Regions from separate parts of the Mus musculus genome. Here region 2 is linked to region 1. Evidence: chromatin contacts called from public Hi-C data. All regions are on one chromosome and are shown on one strand. Each heading gives the region's core, a stretch centred on a gene start, on an enhancer-like site or on the middle of the called end of the contact. The rest is flanking DNA. Distances are from core to core; before and after follow the strand shown.

Region 1 (4,576 bases), core at 1,335-3,834:
CTCAAAAGGGAACTACAAATAGTATACATTTTCAAAAGTGTTCAACATCCTCAGCGATGAGTGCCATGCAGATGAAAATTGCCTTAAAATTCCATTGTGCCTCAGTCATCATCAAGAATACAAATAAGAAATGCTAGCACGGAAAGGACCCTAATATAGCTGACTCGTGTGAGGCTTTGCCAGTGCCTGGCAAACACAGAAGTGGATGCTCACAGTCATCTATAGGATGGAACACAGGGCCCCCAATGTAGGAGCTAGAGAAAGTACCCAAGAGCTGAAGGGGTCTGCAACCCTGTAGGTGGAACAACAATATGAACTAATCAGTACCCCCAGAGCTCCTGTCTCTAGCTGTATATGTAGCAGAAGATGGCCTAGTCGGCCATCATTGGGAAGAGAGGCCCCTTCTTCTAGCAAACTTTATATGCCCCAGTACAGGGGAATGCCAGGGCCAAGAAGTGGGAGTGAGTGGGTAGGGGAGCAGGGTGGAGGGAGGGTATAGGGGACTTTTGGGATAGCATTTGAAATGTAAATGAAGAAAATATCTAATAAAAATATTAAAAAAAAAAAAGAAATGCTAGGACAGGTGTGGGGAAAGTGGAATTCTTTTAGACTATTGGTGAGAGTGTAATCTGGTGCGGCCGATTTGGAAATCAATCTAAAGGGTTCTCAAAAGTTAGAAACAAAAACACCTTATGCGCTGAGCATGATGGAGTATAACTTTAATCCCAGCACTTGGGAGCCAACGGCAAGTAGGTATCTGTAAGTTCTAGGCCAGCTAGGAGATAGACACATAGTGAGGCTCTTGTTTCAAACATAAATAATACTTTAAGACCCAGCTATAGCACTCTTGGGCACATACCCAAAGGATCCTTATCACTGCAACTGGCACCTGAGGGTTTGGCCATAAACAAGCCATTTGAACTACACCCTCTAAGATTTAGGAACATTGAGGAAGAATGGTCAGGAAAAAGAAAAAAAATCAAGAGCCAAAAGATAGGGGAAATGAATGGAAAAATCCTAGACGATACAGCCAATGTGACCATGAGCTCAGAATTGCTATAAATATAATTATTTTTGCAGGATGTGCACAGGACAGGCCCTCCCAACAGTCAGTCACAGATGGGGAGGGGCTCACGGGACTCTAATCCTTAATGCCAAACTCTCAGCAACAGACTGACTCTGGAAGAGGGGTAGCCATTGTCTTCAGTTGTGTATGTACCCCACTGAACCCACCAGGTTCCAAGGGACAGTTCACAGAGACAGTCCTGGTCAAGCCCAAGGGGGATAAAACAAACAAAGACATAAATGGATGGGGGGGGGGGGAAGCAATTCATAGGAGAGGTAACTGTACAGACGAGGGAAGGAGATGAAAGACAGTGGGGTGGAAGCAACCAGAACGCATTAAATACATGTATGAAAAATGAAATTGTTAAAGAAGAAAACAAATCGGAAAAAAATTAAGAGGGCGTGACTTTAGCGTTTCTCCAAGCAAGGGTGTGCCCACAGGCAGGTGTGACAAAACTCTACCTAACTAACATCAAATTCACATTTTACTGCCAGGAACCATCACAGTGCTCCATCAGACTGTTTCAGTGTCTCATCATGGGGAAAGCACAGCTCCGCAGCCTTTCCCCGGCTGCTTGGGCAGGACCTACACCGGGCGGGACGTACGCCGATGACGTCAGCGCACCCAGGGCGTGACCGCCGGACGCTACCATTGGCGGAGGTGGCCTCACCCTCCCAACCGCTGGTCCCGGCCCTGGCAACCAACTCACCTTCCCGTTAGGGTGGAAAGGGAGGCCCGGGTCTTCCGTGGTGGGGAGAGGGCAGACACGGCCGGTTTCCTCCGCACTTCCAGCGGCGAGCCCTGCGGCGGAGGCGGCGGCTTCATAGTCTGGGAAGGGATTGGGGAACGACCGCTCCTCCATCTCCGCCTCTCCTAGGTGGAACTTGAGTCTCTTTGACATGGTCTCGCCCATGTCCGCGCGCTTTCCCTGCCTGAGAGCTCAGGGCACGGCGCGCAGGCAGGGACAAACCTCCTGGAAGGCGTTTGGGCCGGGGCTCCGCGGCGAAGCCTTCCTGGAGAACAGTGGCTTGCACATCTGGATGCAGCTAGCGCGAAAAAGCCGAACCTCCAGCCTTCGCCAGTCACGCCCTCCCAGCAGCAGCTCTCAGCCTGACGGCCCAGCCCGCCGAGCCGCACAGTCTCCCAGTTACCCTCGCCTCTCCCGTGGCCGTGTCCTTCCGAGAGATTCTAGAGAAAACGCACGCCTAGAAAGCTCACGTTCCAGTAGGGAAAGCCTGTAAAGATGGGTTCATTCAAAGTGTGAGCGATTTGCAGACCAGGGAAAAGCGCACCTTCAGATGCTCCATCACCAAACGGACTGCATTTCACCAGCCCAGCCTTGCCGCCCGTCAGTGTCCTCGGCCCCTGGTCGTGCGCCAATCACAGGAACAGTAGCTACTTTGATTAAAAATACCTCTTCTAAAGAAAAGAAATTCAAAACGGCCTAAAACAGTGAAAAGATAGCCTCCCGAAGGGGGTGGGGGGGGATACAGTCCCTCCCATTCATCACCACTGGGAGGGGGGTTGCTTGGAGGAGGAGCCACAGGCCTTTGTTTTGTTTTCTTAATGTTTTGTTTTCATTCTTATTGTTTTGAGTAAGTACACATATTTAATAATGATAAATAATATAGAAGAATAATTATTAAATCAGCTAAATATTTTATAGACCAGAGAACCCCATGGTCACGAGATTAACATAATTGGCCAGCAGAATAACATGGATGGCAAAGAGGATACAAGCAAATAGATCTTTGCATTTCTATTATCACAATATATAAAGTCACAGCCTTCATTGGTTCTATGGGGTTTTTTTGCACTGTTTACTAGAACCAAATCTGTGTAATGATTTAAAAGGAAATATTGTATTGCAGTCCTTTCATTTAGTAAATATTGGTACTTGGTGACAAAATGTTTCTGCCCTCTGGACATATCTGGTTAGTAGGCAAGAAAATCAGGAATCAGAGAAGAGCCTGGTGTATGTGATTTCCGGAGCCCAAGCAAGGTACATTGTTATTCTAATGCCAAAGGTGACATAATGGAACAATATCAAACAGCCAGGATTTCAGGCATTCCTGCCTTTGGCCTCAGAGTGGAGTAAAGTGGAAAAGGGTTAGGTTTTTATCCTGTCCCTCGCTTATCATATGCGCAACCACAAACCTCCAGTGCATGATCTTGAAAGTGTAGATCAGAGTTACAAGAGTCAGACTCTATCTCCTGGAAGCCCTAACTAGCTAAGCTCTGCCACCAGCCTTAATATCCAATTAAGAGACAACGGTGAAAAGCAGAGAAAGATTTGTTGAACGCACCTACATTGGGAAGAGGGACAAAGAACCAGAGAAAAACACAAGCAGGCAGTCTCAAGGACACTCTCTCTCTCTCTCTCTCTCTCTCTCTCGCTCACTCTCTCTCTCTCTCTCACACACACACACACACACACACACACACACACACACACACACGGCCTACCGAGCTTGTTGGTAGATCCTGACCTTTTCGCTGAGGATTAAACGGTAGACCAGAGATTTATATGCCTGGCTAAGCAGCCCAGGTCCAGATATTGTCTGGCTCAGCATTGGCCCATCACTGTCTATGCTTCTATACCTTCTACAAGGTGGTCTGACAAGTCCTCCCACTGTGAAAACTTTAGGAGACAGTTCTTCCTCTGGCTAGCCTAAGTTTCAGCCTCTATTATGTTACTCACAGAGAAAGTCCTCAGATTGCACGTAGATTTATGCTATTACTATAGCTGGGGTATGGGAGCCCAGCCCAGGAATGAACAGGTTCCAAAGAAGATGTAAGGCTTGGGCAAGGGGAAGGTTGAGTCAGACAGCAAGTTGGGGGTCGTTTGCAACTCTGACTAGCAATCAGAAATGTATTTATATAAAGGTTTCAAAAACATTCCTGATTTCTCAGATGTGGATCATAACCATTTTGTCTTGGCCATACGTTTCTACTATGTCCAGGTTTCTAGGTTAAGCCCAGGTAGAATAGATGTAATCATTAACCCCATATCCCTATTCCTAAAATTCTGCAAATCATTTTAGCTTAAGCAAGCATGATATAGCAACCCATTCTTAGGCTGGCAGCATTTTGCAGTTTCAAGATGCTTAGATAGAAAATAGATAGAATCTGAGTCAGTCCAGATGAATCACTCTGCTTTAAGCACTATACTTTTAACTTTAATGGTCAATCATATTACTTGCAAATTAGCCTGAGTCTGAGAAGTCAGACTTAGGAACTGTTGTAGCTGTAATTTAACTTTGTGATATTTGTATCTATAATCCTACAAGAATTTGTTTAATAAAACAATTCTTTTGTTTCTAAATTAATTACAACATTACAACAATCAGGTATAAGCCAATCTTTAAAGGAATGATAAATCCTAATGCCTTACTCTTCTTACATTCTTGTATATCATTCTTATACTGTGTATATATGCTGTTATATTATCCTAGTCATCCTAGCTTTTTGTTACTGAGCTCTTATTAGGGGCTTAATATGTATGGCCCT
Region 2 (4,576 bases), core at 613-3,112, 88 kb before region 1:
TACCTTCCCCAAACTATAGTAATCAGCATTGCAAGACTATAATCTTTTGTTTTCCTGGATTTCTTCAGTGCTTCTGCCGACCCCTGGTAATGACTGGCTATAAGGGACATGTGGGGTTACTTCTCATCCGGACACCATTCTTTGGTTATTCCTGGCAGTGGCCATTTTGGGGCCAGAAAAGGAAACCTTTTGGTTTGTAACTCTTCTCCCTTCTTCCAACAACTATTTGTAGTCTGCAAGAGGACGGTGTTTGCTCTCATTTCCAGATCTGGAACCCTTCCTTCCCTAGGTTTTATATGAACCTGCCATTGTAGAAGTTGCTCGTTTCCTTGTATTTTTTCTTCTGCCAACCTTTCAGCTGTTCAATGATATTTAATTTCCACATTATGTAGATCCTTACTATTGTTTGACTTTTAATTTTGGTTATGGAATAATTTTATCTGCAGGAGATAAGGATGTTTATGTAATTGAGTTTAGTACCTTTACAACATCTGTTGCTTTGCATCTCTTTAGTTAAAACCAGGCAGAGAAACTGTATCCATAACACTATAGGTGCTCACAGATTTTTTTCCCCCAGAGGGATATGTAGTTAGTACTAACTTGTGTCTTACGGTATGCATCTTCCCAAAGTCTTTAAGAGAGTGGCTGACTTTAGGAATATTGCTTGTTAGAAGTCATCAAGGTCTCCACAGTACAATTAGGGATGGAATATAGCTTCCATCAAGTCCCTAAGTGACTATTACTATGAAGTCTTGGTTTTAAGGGCACTCTCTTTTTCATCAGCACTTCTTCAGGATTTTTAACAGAGAATAAAGCTTCTTGTAATCAGTATTTTTTACTTATTTTTTATTAATTATTTTATTGGTTTATATTACAAATGATATCCTCCTTCCCAGTTTCATCCCCACAAACACCCATCCCATCCTCCCTCCTCTTTGCCTCTATGATGGTGCTCCTCCACCCACTCACCCACTCCCACCTCACCCCTCTAGCATTCCCCTGCACTGGGGCATCAAGCCTCCACAGGACCAAGGGCCTCCCCTCCCATTGATGCCAGATAAGACTATCCTCTGCTTCATATGTATCCCTCCGTGGATCCCTCCATGTATACTCTTTGGTTAGTGGTTTAGTCCCTGGAACTCTGGGTGACCCAGTTAGTTGATATTGTTCTTCCTATGGACTTGCAATCCCCTTCATCTCCTTCAGTCCTTCCCCTAGCTCTTCCATTGGGGTCCCCTGGCTCAATCCAGTGGTTGGCTGTGATTATCCCACAGTATCTTTTAATATAAAGCAAAAGAGCATGATACTTAGAATCCTTCACAGTCTTAAAGAAAAAAATGCAATTAGCAAGTCATACAATACTGACAAATAATGATTTAGCACTCTCTTAAAGACAGGAGAAAGGGTGCTGACTATGAAGATTTCTTGAGTAGAACGCAGGATCTTGCTCTGTGGAGGGCATCAGAGGGAGAACTGAAGGCATCCTGGGTCTGGCCACAGTTGGTGGTGAGTCTCAAAGAAATGGAGATAGGCAAGAGGTTTGCAGAAGTGATCAGGTTAGGTGTACCCCTAATGGAGGTGGGGAGGTGGAAGAAGGCATGGGCAGCCTACCTGGCAGGAGGGATGTGCTGAGGGGTGCAGGAGTGATCAGATTATGTGTACCCTGGAAAGGTACCCTGGAGATGGAGGAAGGCAGCCTACCTGGGTTCCAGCCAAATGTGGTGTCCCTGTAAGGTTGCTGGGGAGTCACAAAGGGATGCAGATGACCTGAGAGAAATTGCTGAGGACAGCAACAGGGAAGAACTCAGGGAACCCTGTGTCAGTGCTACTTGGTGGCCTAGCCCCAAGGGGGTGGAGTTGGTTAAGAAGAGGAACTTCGGCAGACAATGGTGGCAGTCCTCTCCTTTCTTACATCTAAGAGAACACTCGATCTGGAGCTCTTATGCGCTGCTGAGGAAACCTCACTTGCACTGTCCGACAGACAGGGTCCACTACTTTGGAGTGAATAGTTTGAGTGTGACTTTCATGATATTGCAAAACATAGAGATCTAGAAATGTGACAGTATGTGGGAGATGCCTGTCAAAACGAAAAGTATTGGGGAAATAGAGCTCCCAGTGCTTTGAATTATTCATTATTTACTATTTTGAAGTGTCATACAATTTTAAATGGAGATTGAGTGTAGCTGAGTGGTTAGACCACTTGCCTAGTATACACAGGGCCCCATATTTGATTCTTAGCAACTCCCCCCACCCCTGCCCAAGGATTGTCTTTTGTTTACCCTTTTAAGGAAATATTTGTGAATAATAATTAGAGGCATAGGAAAATAGCTGCTTCTGTTTCCCTCTTTTTAAAAAGGTTTTGAAGAAATGAAGCATCTATGAGAAAGGGAGGAGATGGGATTTCTCGTTACTCACTCACTGCCTGCTTCTCTGCTAGCCGTTTGTGATTTCCTCCATTGCTGCTCTTTCTTTGTTAACTTCCTGAGACCTTTTCAGTAGTGTACAAACCACTGACAAAGTTTTTTTTGTTTTGTTTTTGCTTTTATTTCTAGTGCACTGAGGCCAAAAAACATTGCTGGTATTTTGAAGGACTCTATCCCACATACTATATGTAAGTATAGTGCCTTCCTGCTGATTTGACTGTGGTCAGTTTTTTTTCTCCAGGAGCGGTTTCTTTTATAGGATTGAGTTATTGGATAGAAAGTGCAGTAGAGTGGAGGTTTCGGCAGTTAAGTTTGTGAAGTCCAGAGGTAGTTTTTCAGGGATATTTTACAGAGACAGGTTGCAGAGGGAACAGCCGAGACACAGGTGAAGACAGAATGAACCAGAGAATGAGAAGGAGCCAGATTAGAACAGATTGCCAGAGTTACTCTGAGACCAAGAAGAGCAGCTCAGTGAGAAGCTGAGAGAAGCCAGATTGAATCAGTTAGCTTGGAGAGGCGTTTGTGCCAGAACAGCTGAGCTGAACAAGCCAGCCAGATTTCAGAAAGAGCTAGAGAGGGCAAACTTATTCAGCAGTAAGCCTCTGAGATAACAATTACATAAGGCAAAGAAGTTACTTTAACAGAAATAGTGATAGAGTTCCAACTTAAAGAAAAAAGCCCAAGTCTAAACAAATTCATAGCAGAATTCTATCAGACTTTCCTAAATCTCCAGCCAATACTTCTTAAATCATTCAAACAAATAGAAGTGAAAGGGATAATTCATGCTTCTTTTACAATCCAATATTACTCTAATGTTACAACCAAGTAAAACACAAATATTTCACGGAGACAGACAAATCATCCTAAAATTCACATGGAAGTACAAAAGTCCCTGGGCAGCCAGAGAAAACCTGAACAAACAAAATAAAACAACAACAGCAACATCAACAAAACACAAAGAAACAGAAAAATACAAAGTGCTAAAAAGATTATTACTTGTGATCCAGCTATATCACTGCTTAGCATATTCCCAAAGGACTTAACATCTTATTCCAGAGATGCTCGCTCAGCTATGTTCATGCTGCTCTGTCCACAATAGCTAGGAAATGGAAACAACCTATATGTCCTTCAGCGATGAATGGCTAACAAAAATATGGCACATACACACAATGTAATATTATTCTACTTCAAAGAAATATGAAATCATGAAATTGATAGACCTATATACCGAGTGTAATAATTCAGCCCCAGAAAGACAAATGTTCTCTATTATTTGTAATTCCTAGGTCACAAATTTCTGATGAGAGTATATAATTCTAGTAGCTGTAGAAACTAGGAAAGTAACAAGAGCTATTTGTGGGAGCTTTAGGGAAGTAAATAGTAGGACATAGATACCATTGAGTGAGGGATTGGAAGACTGGGGAAGGTCTTTCACTGGGGGGTTGAGGGAAGATAATAATCAGACAGACAGACAGTGACTGAGACACAGAGCAAATAAGCATTTTTTAAATTCAAGAATCATAATGTTTCATGTTTGCATAAAAGTATATTTGTATACATACATTTATTATTTAAATTATGCCACAAAGGGTGATAATATTTACCACCAAGAGCTATAGATTAATTTAACAAAATCCCCAGTAAGATACATGAGAGAACCCCATTCCACTTGATGACCACGGGAGTCCAAGAGACTCTGAAAGCTATATAGGATATTGACTTTGATGGCCTCCCAGAATTTGGAGGTAAGACTGTGTTACTGGAGAAATTTAGACACAAGACTTGGAGGTTTCAACCTGAATGGTATTTGGAAGTCTCCTGCCTGAACACTACTCTTCATAATACTGGATGCAGCCTCCCAAGGGAGGAAAGTAATAGTCCTACCCCGCTGTGAGGCCCAGAACCACATCAGTGACCATCATGGTATCACATCCCTAAAGGTACATAGTGGCATGCATATACCGGTGGTAACCAGTAGTTAGACTTACTGTCTACTCTATGAGGAGCTCATGCCTGGTACTGTAAAGCTAGCCAAGTACCTATGGCTGGTGGGGCCATGGAACATAGAGGAAAACCCACTACTGCCTCTTCCTAAACTAGTATAAATTCTATCTACTGTCTAAATACTTATCCTTATACCTAAAAATAGTATA

What was found. Hi-C and Micro-C count contacts between places; a contact is called where the count stands out from the background.
Region 2: a Hi-C map of granulocyte-monocyte progenitors shows a contact between it and region 1, with 2.3 times the contacts expected there. The contact joins the enhancer-like site here to the promoter of Lancl2 in region 1. A contact is called at or near these places in 2 of 39 promoter capture datasets (fetal liver and macrophages), 1 of 15 datasets of contacts at CTCF or cohesin (the NIH/3T3 cell line), 2 of 484 Hi-C or Micro-C datasets (epidermal suprabasal cells and granulocyte-monocyte progenitors), 2 of 115 datasets of contacts at active chromatin or transcription factors (bone marrow-derived macrophages and memory CD8 T cells) and 3 of 9 other capture datasets (adipose tissue, liver and pancreatic islet).

The regions. Positions count from the first base shown.
Region 1 is chr6:57,700,463-57,705,038 of GRCm38.p6, reverse strand. It overlaps Lancl2 (LanC (bacterial lantibiotic synthetase component C)-like 2), which reads right to left and starts at 2,584. Exons shown (of 9, transcript NM_133737.2): 1 at 1,776-2,584. The coding sequence starts at 1,979.
Region 2 is chr6:57,788,012-57,792,587 of GRCm38.p6, reverse strand. It overlaps Vopp1 (vesicular, overexpressed in cancer, prosurvival protein 1), which reads left to right. Exons shown (of 5, transcript NM_146168.1): 2 at 2,553-2,611. Among named protein-coding and RNA genes, the nearest start is that of Vopp1, 35 kb to the left of the region's middle. Within about 2 kb of position 1,862, at least 8 of the 459 cell types and tissues checked have an H3K27ac peak or open chromatin away from gene starts, as enhancers often do. A contact at or near this core is called in bone marrow-derived macrophages and granulocyte-monocyte progenitors, where this site is marked.